Linked DNA regions of Mus musculus: region 1 is linked to region 2. The links are chromatin contacts, called in public HiChIP or PLAC-seq maps. All regions are on one chromosome and are shown on one strand. Each heading gives the region's core, a stretch centred on a gene start, on an enhancer-like site or on the middle of the called end of the contact. The rest is flanking DNA. Distances are from core to core; before and after follow the strand shown. Region 1 overlaps Gm40376 (predicted gene, 40376). Region 2 overlaps Pik3cg (phosphatidylinositol-4,5-bisphosphate 3-kinase catalytic subunit gamma).

Evidence for each region. HiChIP or PLAC-seq counts read pairs in DNA pulled down with a chosen protein or histone mark.
Region 1: a contact with region 2 is called in an H3K27ac HiChIP or PLAC-seq map of bone marrow-derived dendritic cells, with 2.9 times the contacts expected there. The contact joins two enhancer-like sites. A contact is called at or near these places in 1 of 115 datasets of contacts at active chromatin or transcription factors (bone marrow-derived dendritic cells) and 1 of 9 other capture datasets (macrophages).

The regions. Positions count from the first base shown.
Region 1 is chr12:32,766,839-32,770,960 of GRCm38.p6, reverse strand. It overlaps Gm40376 (predicted gene, 40376), which reads right to left. Exons shown (of 3, transcript NR_168680.1): 2 at 810-908; 3 at 1-171. Among named protein-coding and RNA genes, the nearest start is that of Gm40376, 44 kb to the right of the region's middle. Within about 2 kb of position 2,365, at least 74 of the 459 cell types and tissues checked have an H3K27ac peak or open chromatin away from gene starts, as enhancers often do. A contact at or near this core is called in bone marrow-derived dendritic cells, where this site is marked.
Region 2 is chr12:32,189,457-32,193,932 of GRCm38.p6, reverse strand. It overlaps Pik3cg (phosphatidylinositol-4,5-bisphosphate 3-kinase catalytic subunit gamma), which reads left to right. Exons shown (of 11, transcript NM_001146200.2): 9 at 223-334; 10 at 1,696-1,853. Among named protein-coding and RNA genes, the nearest start is that of Pik3cg, 17 kb to the left of the region's middle. Within about 2 kb of position 2,817, at least 17 of the 459 cell types and tissues checked have an H3K27ac peak or open chromatin away from gene starts, as enhancers often do. A contact at or near this core is called in bone marrow-derived dendritic cells, where this site is marked.

The DNA of each region.
Region 1 (4,122 bases), core at 1,116-3,615, 580 kb before region 2:
ATCTAACTGGCCATTTTCCTATCTCTCTGGAACATCAGATGCAGTATTCTGGAAACGGCATGGACCAAGGGCAAAAGGGTAGAAGGATTCAGCTAAGCACCAGTCTGATGCACATACTGTTCAAAGACTGAGAATCGCCAGGCTTTCTCACGTGTGTGGACGTTCTTGAAACTGTGAATACACAAGAGCAAAGATGGAAGCTTGTTATTATTTATCCAGCCAAAAAACAAGAGACCCAGGCAAGTACGATGCTGTATACTATTTGGATAAGATAATGTTTAAAACTGAACTATTCTTATACCCACATAACAGATGAGGAACTAGAAGAGAGAGGGGCAATTTGTATGGTTACACAGTTAGGAAATGGGGAATCTAGACTTAAATCCAGACTAGGAACATGGAAGGCACCAGAAAGCTCTGAATAAGCTACTGAGACCTTCAGATTAGGAGATGACATCAGAATGTGCATTTTGACCTGGTGAGGGGCTGTGGGATACATCTGGTAGGAGCCGAAAGTCTGAAATTCTCCTCATAAAATAGGAGTCCTGGGATTACCTGCCTAGATCACAGACATTTGGAAAAGTCTGCATTGTTGATCATGAACTAAGAGCTGCACAGGGAGTGGAACTATTGATATAGGGGTTTTGTTGTTGCTGCTGTTTCTTTCTTTCTTGTTTGTTTGTTCAAAGTAAGAAGAAAGTGGGTTTTTCACTTTCATTGATTTCATAAGGATTTATTGGATAAGAGCCAGGCTCTTTGTAAGGCTTGCAGATACAGGAATGAAACTTTTTTCATTTTTAGACACACACACACAAATCGCAGCACAGCTGTGAATCCAACCAGTGAGGTGACTTGGTGATCTGTAGTATCAAGCAACGCTTCTGGTTTTCAGCTCTTGAGTACGGCTTCTGAAAGAGACAAACATTTGCACAGATGTTGAAGGTCCCTAGGTTCAGTCCAAGGCATAAGATCATAGTTTGGTTACTTAAGATTGTTGTTCCCTTCCTTTATATTCTCAGAGAAAAGAAGCCCATTGCCTCCAATGTTCTCATCGTTCTAGGGTGGCAGGATAGTTTCCAAAAATACGTGCGTTCAATGGACACATTACACCTCATGTGCACTGGAAATACTTGAGTCTGGGCTTCCTTTATCTACCAGCTTCTGTTTGATTGCCAAATACCCACCTCTCATTAATGATGGAATTTGTGGTTTTCTTCAATAATTAAGAGAGATACTCAATCTCAAATGTCTAATTGGCCCTAGATCTCAGGAGACAAGTGAGAACAATGGGCAGGCATGGAAGCTGTGGACCTTACACAACTGGATTCTGTTTCTAATATTACCACAAGTAGAAATAACTCCTTATAGATCCCGGCTACTAGCCACGATAGCTAATATCCCAACTCTCTTGTCTTCTTCACAGATACAGACTTGGCATCTCAGGGCTGGAACAACTGGGCTGCTAAATCCAGGTCTGGTAGTCAAGTTGTACATTACACAGAGAGAAGGAAACATGTGAGCAACTCTCATCAGGACACACAGAGAAGTTTCTTCAACACAGTCAAGGGTTTGGGTATAGTGCCCAAATGACTAATGTCCTTTATAAAATAGGAATTAACATTGTTGATGTGCATCTCAGAAAAAGAGTTTCTATGACACGTTCTACAGATGTAAAGGGTGGTGACTGATTAAAATATCCATCAGCTTTAGCAAGATAGAGTTTAATGATTTACTGGATGTGAGAAGAGGCAGAGAAGGGGGAAGGAGGAAAGGGAGGGAGAGGGACTGGAATTGAGAGTAAGGAAGGAGAAAGGGAGATGAGAACTGGATCCCACGTCTCTGAGCTCCAGGATGGGCAGCTTGAAGAAGAGGGGAGATTCTTTTGACTCAGGATTAGGGGGACCTACCCAATTTGTGTTCAAGTTTCCCTTTTTGTAGAATGGAGGAGTAATAGTATTTGTTTCAAAAAGTCAGGTGGAGGGAATGAGAAGCCTGAAATGCTGGCATGATGCCAAGAATTGCAATGGACGTCATAGATACTGTTGTTAGTTGCTTGAGGTGCTCCCTACAAATCTCTTCCAGTTTATTAGTCAAGGCTCCCTAATTTCAAAATATAAACCAGCTTGAATAAGTTATAGACAGTCTTAACAGGTTGGACATTGAGACTCTTAGTTGAAAATAATGTTCTGGGCACATTGGTTAGAAATCAAGGAAATGGATTTTTGTTTTTGCAGATCTGACTGAGACCCTGTCTTCATGATATTCTGGTTTTGCTTTTAGAAACTGCCAAATCACACATCACTTCTACCAGGGGAATGACACAGCATTATGAAACTCCCACACTCTCATGAGGGTGGCAACCAGGTTTCTTACATAACAAGGACTTTGGCACCTCACCCAGGGCTTGGTGGCTTGCCAGTCTTCCACTCCCCAGAAAAAGGCGTCAAGATTATTTGGATAGTTGGGTATGATCCAAGCTTAGGGCATGGGACAATGTACAGGGCAACACAGTGGAGGGGGCAGCTCCTAAGCATTCTGAGTAAACAAGCAAATGCTTCAAGGTCACTGGCACTTCCAATTCCATCAGAACATGCTTTGGGGGTGTGTGTGCCTGGGTCCAGACCTGTCTTGGACTCTGTGTAACTTCTAGAGTCACCTGAAGGGTCTTCAGTTCTCCACTAGGTCATGTGGAATAGAACTGCCCCCAAGAGTCTTTCCTGACACCTCAAACTGAGGGAAGTAGCACGGAGCACTTTCACCTGTGAGCAACAGTTTGCATAAGAGAGTCTAACTTTCCTAAAGGGAGGATGGACCCAGAGCCAAAAAAGATCAAGATCAACTTTCCATCTGGGAGGCAATAGCCTTCAGTGCCGGTAGTGTAGAAACTAGCTAAATTCTTATTAAAGTTCCAGCACAAACATTCCATTCATTTTTTATTCTGCTCTGTTAACACTGCTCGCCAGAGTCCGGATGGTTCTGTAGTGTGGGGTTGCTTTACCCTTCTAAGTCATCTTGCTCCAGTGAAACTAAACCCTGAGAAGGAATGATCCTGACTGCTTGTGTGTAACCTAACATTGCGTTGCTTGTACGTTAGTGAAATTAATGCCCTTTCCAGGATAAAAGGGTGACTGAATTAATGTCACATTATTGAAACCAGGCCTATTTTATAAGCCTTTGCTCTCATAGATCCCCTGGCAGAGTCTTGTTGAGTAGATTTAGTCTGGAAGATGGTTCTTATTCATGTCAGGTATTGTCCTTGGCATTTTCAACATATTGTCAGAATTTCAACAGCAGTACTTCTAAGTGCATGCTATTGCCCCATGACAGATGAGGGAACTTGCATCAGAGGAGTGGCTTTGGCTAGGAAAGGAGGTACAGGGGCCTGATAGAGCAGGTTTGCTGCATCAAAGCACCAACTTTTTACCTCTTGTTGGTACTACACAAAGGAGATGGCCATATACTGGGGGATTCTTCTGGTTTAGTCATTCACATTTGACTTGAACCTTCATTAGAAATTTCACTCAACCTTTTGCCAGATGGCAAGTGATTCTGAAGTGAAATTAGACTTTTGCGTAAGGATCAAAGTCTCATGGTTTGGGCCTGGCGAGACTGTTCAGTGGCTAAACGTACTTGTTGCACAAGCCTGATAAACTGAGTTTAATCCTAGAAACTCATGGAAGGAGAGATGTTGCCCACCTCCATACACACCAATATTAAAGAATAAAAACCCCTCTGTTTTAAAATCCCCCCCCCATCTTGCTTTGGTATAGCCAACAAGAATGTGTGTGGACTCCTTTGCCATTTGTGAGCAGACTGTAGAAAAACGTGATTGAGAGCAGAACTCAGTTCACCAAGGCCTGGCCCTGAGGGTCCTGCAGGGGAGTTTCCAGCAGTGCAACAGTTTCCATATTTCCTTGTTTTGCAGAAAGAGGTAGTTCAACAGCAGAGAAACACTCTCCACTTTGCACCCCAGCCCAAGAGAATTGGGGAGGGAGCAAGTATCTCCCATGCTGATTTCAAAGCTCCTTGCATGCTGAATTGGGCTATACATTTCCAAAACAGCTTATTGCCAATGTGCCAGAGAGCAGGTGTTGGTGATGGTTAACAACAGAAAGCATAAGT
Region 2 (4,476 bases), core at 1,568-4,067:
TTTGGATGACTCTTCACTGAAAATACAAGCCAACAGTTAAAAATACAAGTGACAGTTGGCACTTCCTTGATACGAGGGACGTACTAATGAGGCTGGACTCAAATTTCTTGCTTGCTGTCTGAAGTGGTTCTGAGAACACTGTTCTTCTGGGAGGCATTGCCATTGACTTGGGCTGCTCTCTGTCACTGGAAAGCAACCAACATTCAGATCCATTCTCCTCAGTTTCAGGCCGCAGTGGAAAGGTTTGTTTACTCCTGTGCAGGCTACTGTGTGGCCACATTTGTTCTTGGGATCGGTGACAGGCACAACGACAACATTATGATCTCAGAGACAGGTGAGTTTGCCCACTGTAAAGTAACATTTTTATTGTAGTAAGATACATTTAACATAAGAGGTTCTGTTTTAATCATTCCTACGTGTTCAGACAAGGGACACTAAACACAATCACATTATTTTGCACCCATCACCACTGTCCATCTGAAGCACTTCTTCTCTTTAAACGTTGCCTCCCCACTACCCCATCCTCCTGGCACAGAGTGAGAGTCTAAGCTGGAGCCCAGATTTACAAGTCATTGTGTATAGGGACACTGGTTACTGTAGACAGACCACCCATCTTGAGGGTTAATGGGTAAGGGAAGAAAAAGGAGGAAATAAAGGAAATAAAGACTAAAATAAAGGAAAAAATTACAGGGAGAAGTAAAAAGAGAGAGTGGGGACCATAGCTCAGAAGGAGGCATCAGCAATGTCAAATGTTGCAAGATCCAACTAGACCAAATAATAAAAGCACATGAGCTGTCCCTCTTCTAAAACACCTGAGTCCCTAACTCTCGCAGCCATACTGGTTCACACTACCCTGGCAGTGGCCTGTAATGGCCACCATACCATGAAATGGTCATATATGAAATCTGAATCCAGTTTTATAGTCTTCTAGGCGTGGTAGGCAATGTCTATAAGTCCAACACTCAGGAGGCCTAAGGAAAAGGAACACAAGTTCAAAGCTAGCCTGGGCTACATAGAAAGACTTTAACACAAAAATTATTTTTAAAGAGTAGAGTTTAGGAACAAGCAAAGGAGCTTGGTGTGAAATACCTATTCCTTGCAAGAACAGGGTCAACACAAAAGAACAGTCCATTTGCGGATTATAGAAATGCTAAAAGACCAAATAAACAAAAACTAATATGGTCGTGCTGCTGGCAATAGTGTTAGAAGCTGACCCCAAAAAGATTCAAAATGGTATTTCTATAGCACTACTTAAAAGTAAAACATTAATAACATCACTCTTGGCAGACAAAATACAGCACCAGTTTGTTGGTTACATGAAGGACATAAGTCTCTTTAGCATGATGGTCACACCTTAGCGAGAGTTTTGATTTGCCTGTCTAAGAGTACTTTGGAGACAAGTTTGCTTGTTAGATTGCTTGCTTGCTTGCTTGTTTTTAATGACATCTTGGTATCATCTAAAGAACAAACCTATCAAAAAACACACTTGGTTTTGTCTGAAAGCTTTGTGGCTACTGCTTTCAAGCACCTGTTAAGGCTGAAAATATCAAACGCTAATAATAAAAGAGGATAAAGTGCTCTCACTCAAAATAGTTCATTTTCAGGCAACTGAATTTTTTTTCAAAAAAAAAAAAGACCAAAATGTTAATAAACACTTACACCAGGTAATGACACCAGGCATTTTCTTCTCTTAAGGAAACCTATTTCATATAGACTTCGGACACATTCTTGGGAATTACAAGAGTTTCCTGGGCATCAATAAAGAGAGAGTGCCCTTCGTCCTAACCCCAGACTTCTTGTTTGTGATGGGATCTTCTGGAAAAAAGACAAGTCCACACTTCCAGAAATTCCAGGTATGTCACCGCAGTCCTTCCAGAAATTCCAGGTATGTCACCGCAGTCCTTCCAGAAATTCCAGGTATGTCACCGCAGTCCTTCCAGAAATTCCAGGTATGTCACCGCAGTCCTTCCAGAAATTCCAGGTATGTCACCGCAGTCCTCCTCACCTCCTGCCAGTACAAACCGATCACACTGTAGAAATCGCCTCTCCCTACCCTTATGATATGGCCGCCCTCCTTCCTCCTCCTCACCTCTGTTCATTCCACAAGGACATACAAAGTGAGGCTTTCAGGGATTTGCTCACTAAAACCAAACAGCAAGTAAAAATGCTCCATAAGGGGTGGCCCCGGGGACCACAGACCTCTGAGGGCAGGCTAGGTGCTCAGGACAGCTTCAAAGAAGGACAGTTATGGAGACTGATCTACTCAAGGCTTTGAGTAGAAGATTCAAACTTCAACTATGTTTCGGGGCTTGCAAACAATCGTGAGCTTCACTTGATTTTTGGTACTGTGTGTGTACTTATCATAATACCAACAGGGGAATCTTGTTGCACATACTGATTTTGCTGGTATTAAGAGTAGTCCTTTTCTTGTTGGCAGTCTCATCAGCTTGGCCACAGGCTCTGCTGTGAGCTCTGGTTCCACTAGCCTGCAAACAAGCCCCCACAGGAGTATTTGGATATAAACACACAATGAGAGCATCTTATAATAGCTGTGAATGAATACAATTCAGAAAATTTGTAAGCATACTGAATATATAACAACAGAGTCACAAAACAGAAACCAAGAGTGACCTTTGCCTTGCCTTGTCTGAACACAGCCACCTTCCTTAGTGTGCCTTCACTGTGGTTTGATTTGCACTCCACATCTGAGGGAGAAGGCTTTTCCTTCAAATCCAGCATGAGCTTGGGAAAGGACATGCGCCTTGAACTATAGGGGAAGAGCTACTTCCTCGTGTTGTTTTGTAACTTGTGCTTTGATCTACTGGCTGGCTGTCTTGTTGGTAATGGCATGACTCACACTCTCGGCTCAGTTTTAGGAGTTTGGGTATGTGCTCTTTTGCACACACTCAGTTGGGTTTCAGACAGTTTCCAAAAACTGGACACATTTCATGGGGGGAGCAGAAGGACTTTACTACTTAAAGAAGAGAAAGCGCTCAGTTTTACTCTCTTGAAAGTGAGGTTGATATGACTAGCTTCAGACAGGGCATGACAACAGCTCAGAATGTGTTAGATAAATGCATGGAATTCTACCTTAGACGTGAGTCTCTTCTTTCCTATAGATACATGGTCTCTTCCTTCTTCTAATGAGTGAAATTTCCTAGAAGTCCATCCCTTTGTCCTTACAGACTCACACAGAGTTCATGTCACACCACCAAATCCCAGCAGTTTTCCCCTTTAGCTTTCTTTGTTGCTTCTGCGATGGTTTTCAGTTTTAAAACGTTTGTGATGAAAAGATCTTCATAATGAGGAAGCCAGGAGAGGATCCTTGCCCCACCCAGCAACATCAACTCAGAGCAACACGTGTGGGGGTTTTCTCACAGTCTGTAACATCTCTCTATCCTTTCCGATCAAGCTTGCTTCTTAAACAATTAAACCTCCTCCAGTCACATGATGTCCATACAGCATGCACCGCCCAGAGCACATTCCTGTGAATTGTGTTGTGCTTTACACACCTGTGTTCTGAGTATTACCTACATACTAACCAGTAGCACAGGGATCAAAGGTGTGGCCTTTGTAGCCGACAGATCTAAGTATGCTAACAGCTGTGTCCACAATGGCAGTCACTTAGCCTTTTAGAACCTTACTTTCTTCATCTGTAAAGAAGGAACATGGCCTACTTATGGTTTTTCCAGATACTATTGATCTAGTTAGCACTATAAAGAGAAAGCTTTTATTTAGCTCACAGCTCTGAAGGTTCCAAACCACGACCATTAGCCCCATGACTCTAAACCAGTGGCTCTCAACCTGTGGGTTGTGACCCCCTTTCACATATCAAGGGTCACATATCAGATATCCTGCATATCAGATATTTACATTATAATTCATAACAGTAGAAAAATTACAGTTATGACGTAGCCATGAAAAGACTTTTATTGCTGGGGGTCACCAGGAAGGTTGAGAACCACTGCTCTAGACCTAGAGAAAGCATTGTGGCTATAGCAGTGGTAAGAGCCGGCTGCTCAGCATCATTGCAATGAAGAATACAGAATGAGTAGCTCATCTCAGACCACAGCAGAGACTCTGTTATCGTTGCGTTAGACATCAGGCAAGTCTCCCAACTTGAAATGGAAATGTTCTTACAATTTCCAAATTGAAAATTTTAAGAATCCATTTTTTGAAATGAGATCTTGGGCAATATAGAAAACATGGCCAAGTAGCCTATTATAGTTAAAGAGAGAACTGAATCCCGCCTCTACCTGTTCTCACACTATCCCATCCCCCACCCCAAGCCCATTCATCCTCCGCACACAAGAGAAAGCTAACCACTGAAGCAGGAAATTATCCACAGGAAGAATTCCCAAGGTTTGACAAAAATGGGCAGCTGAGCTCCATCATTTAACTCCAGACTTGGACAAATTATCATCTGCCTTTTCTTTCATTTCTTTTCTCTTTCTTTTCTTCTCTCTCTCTCTCTTT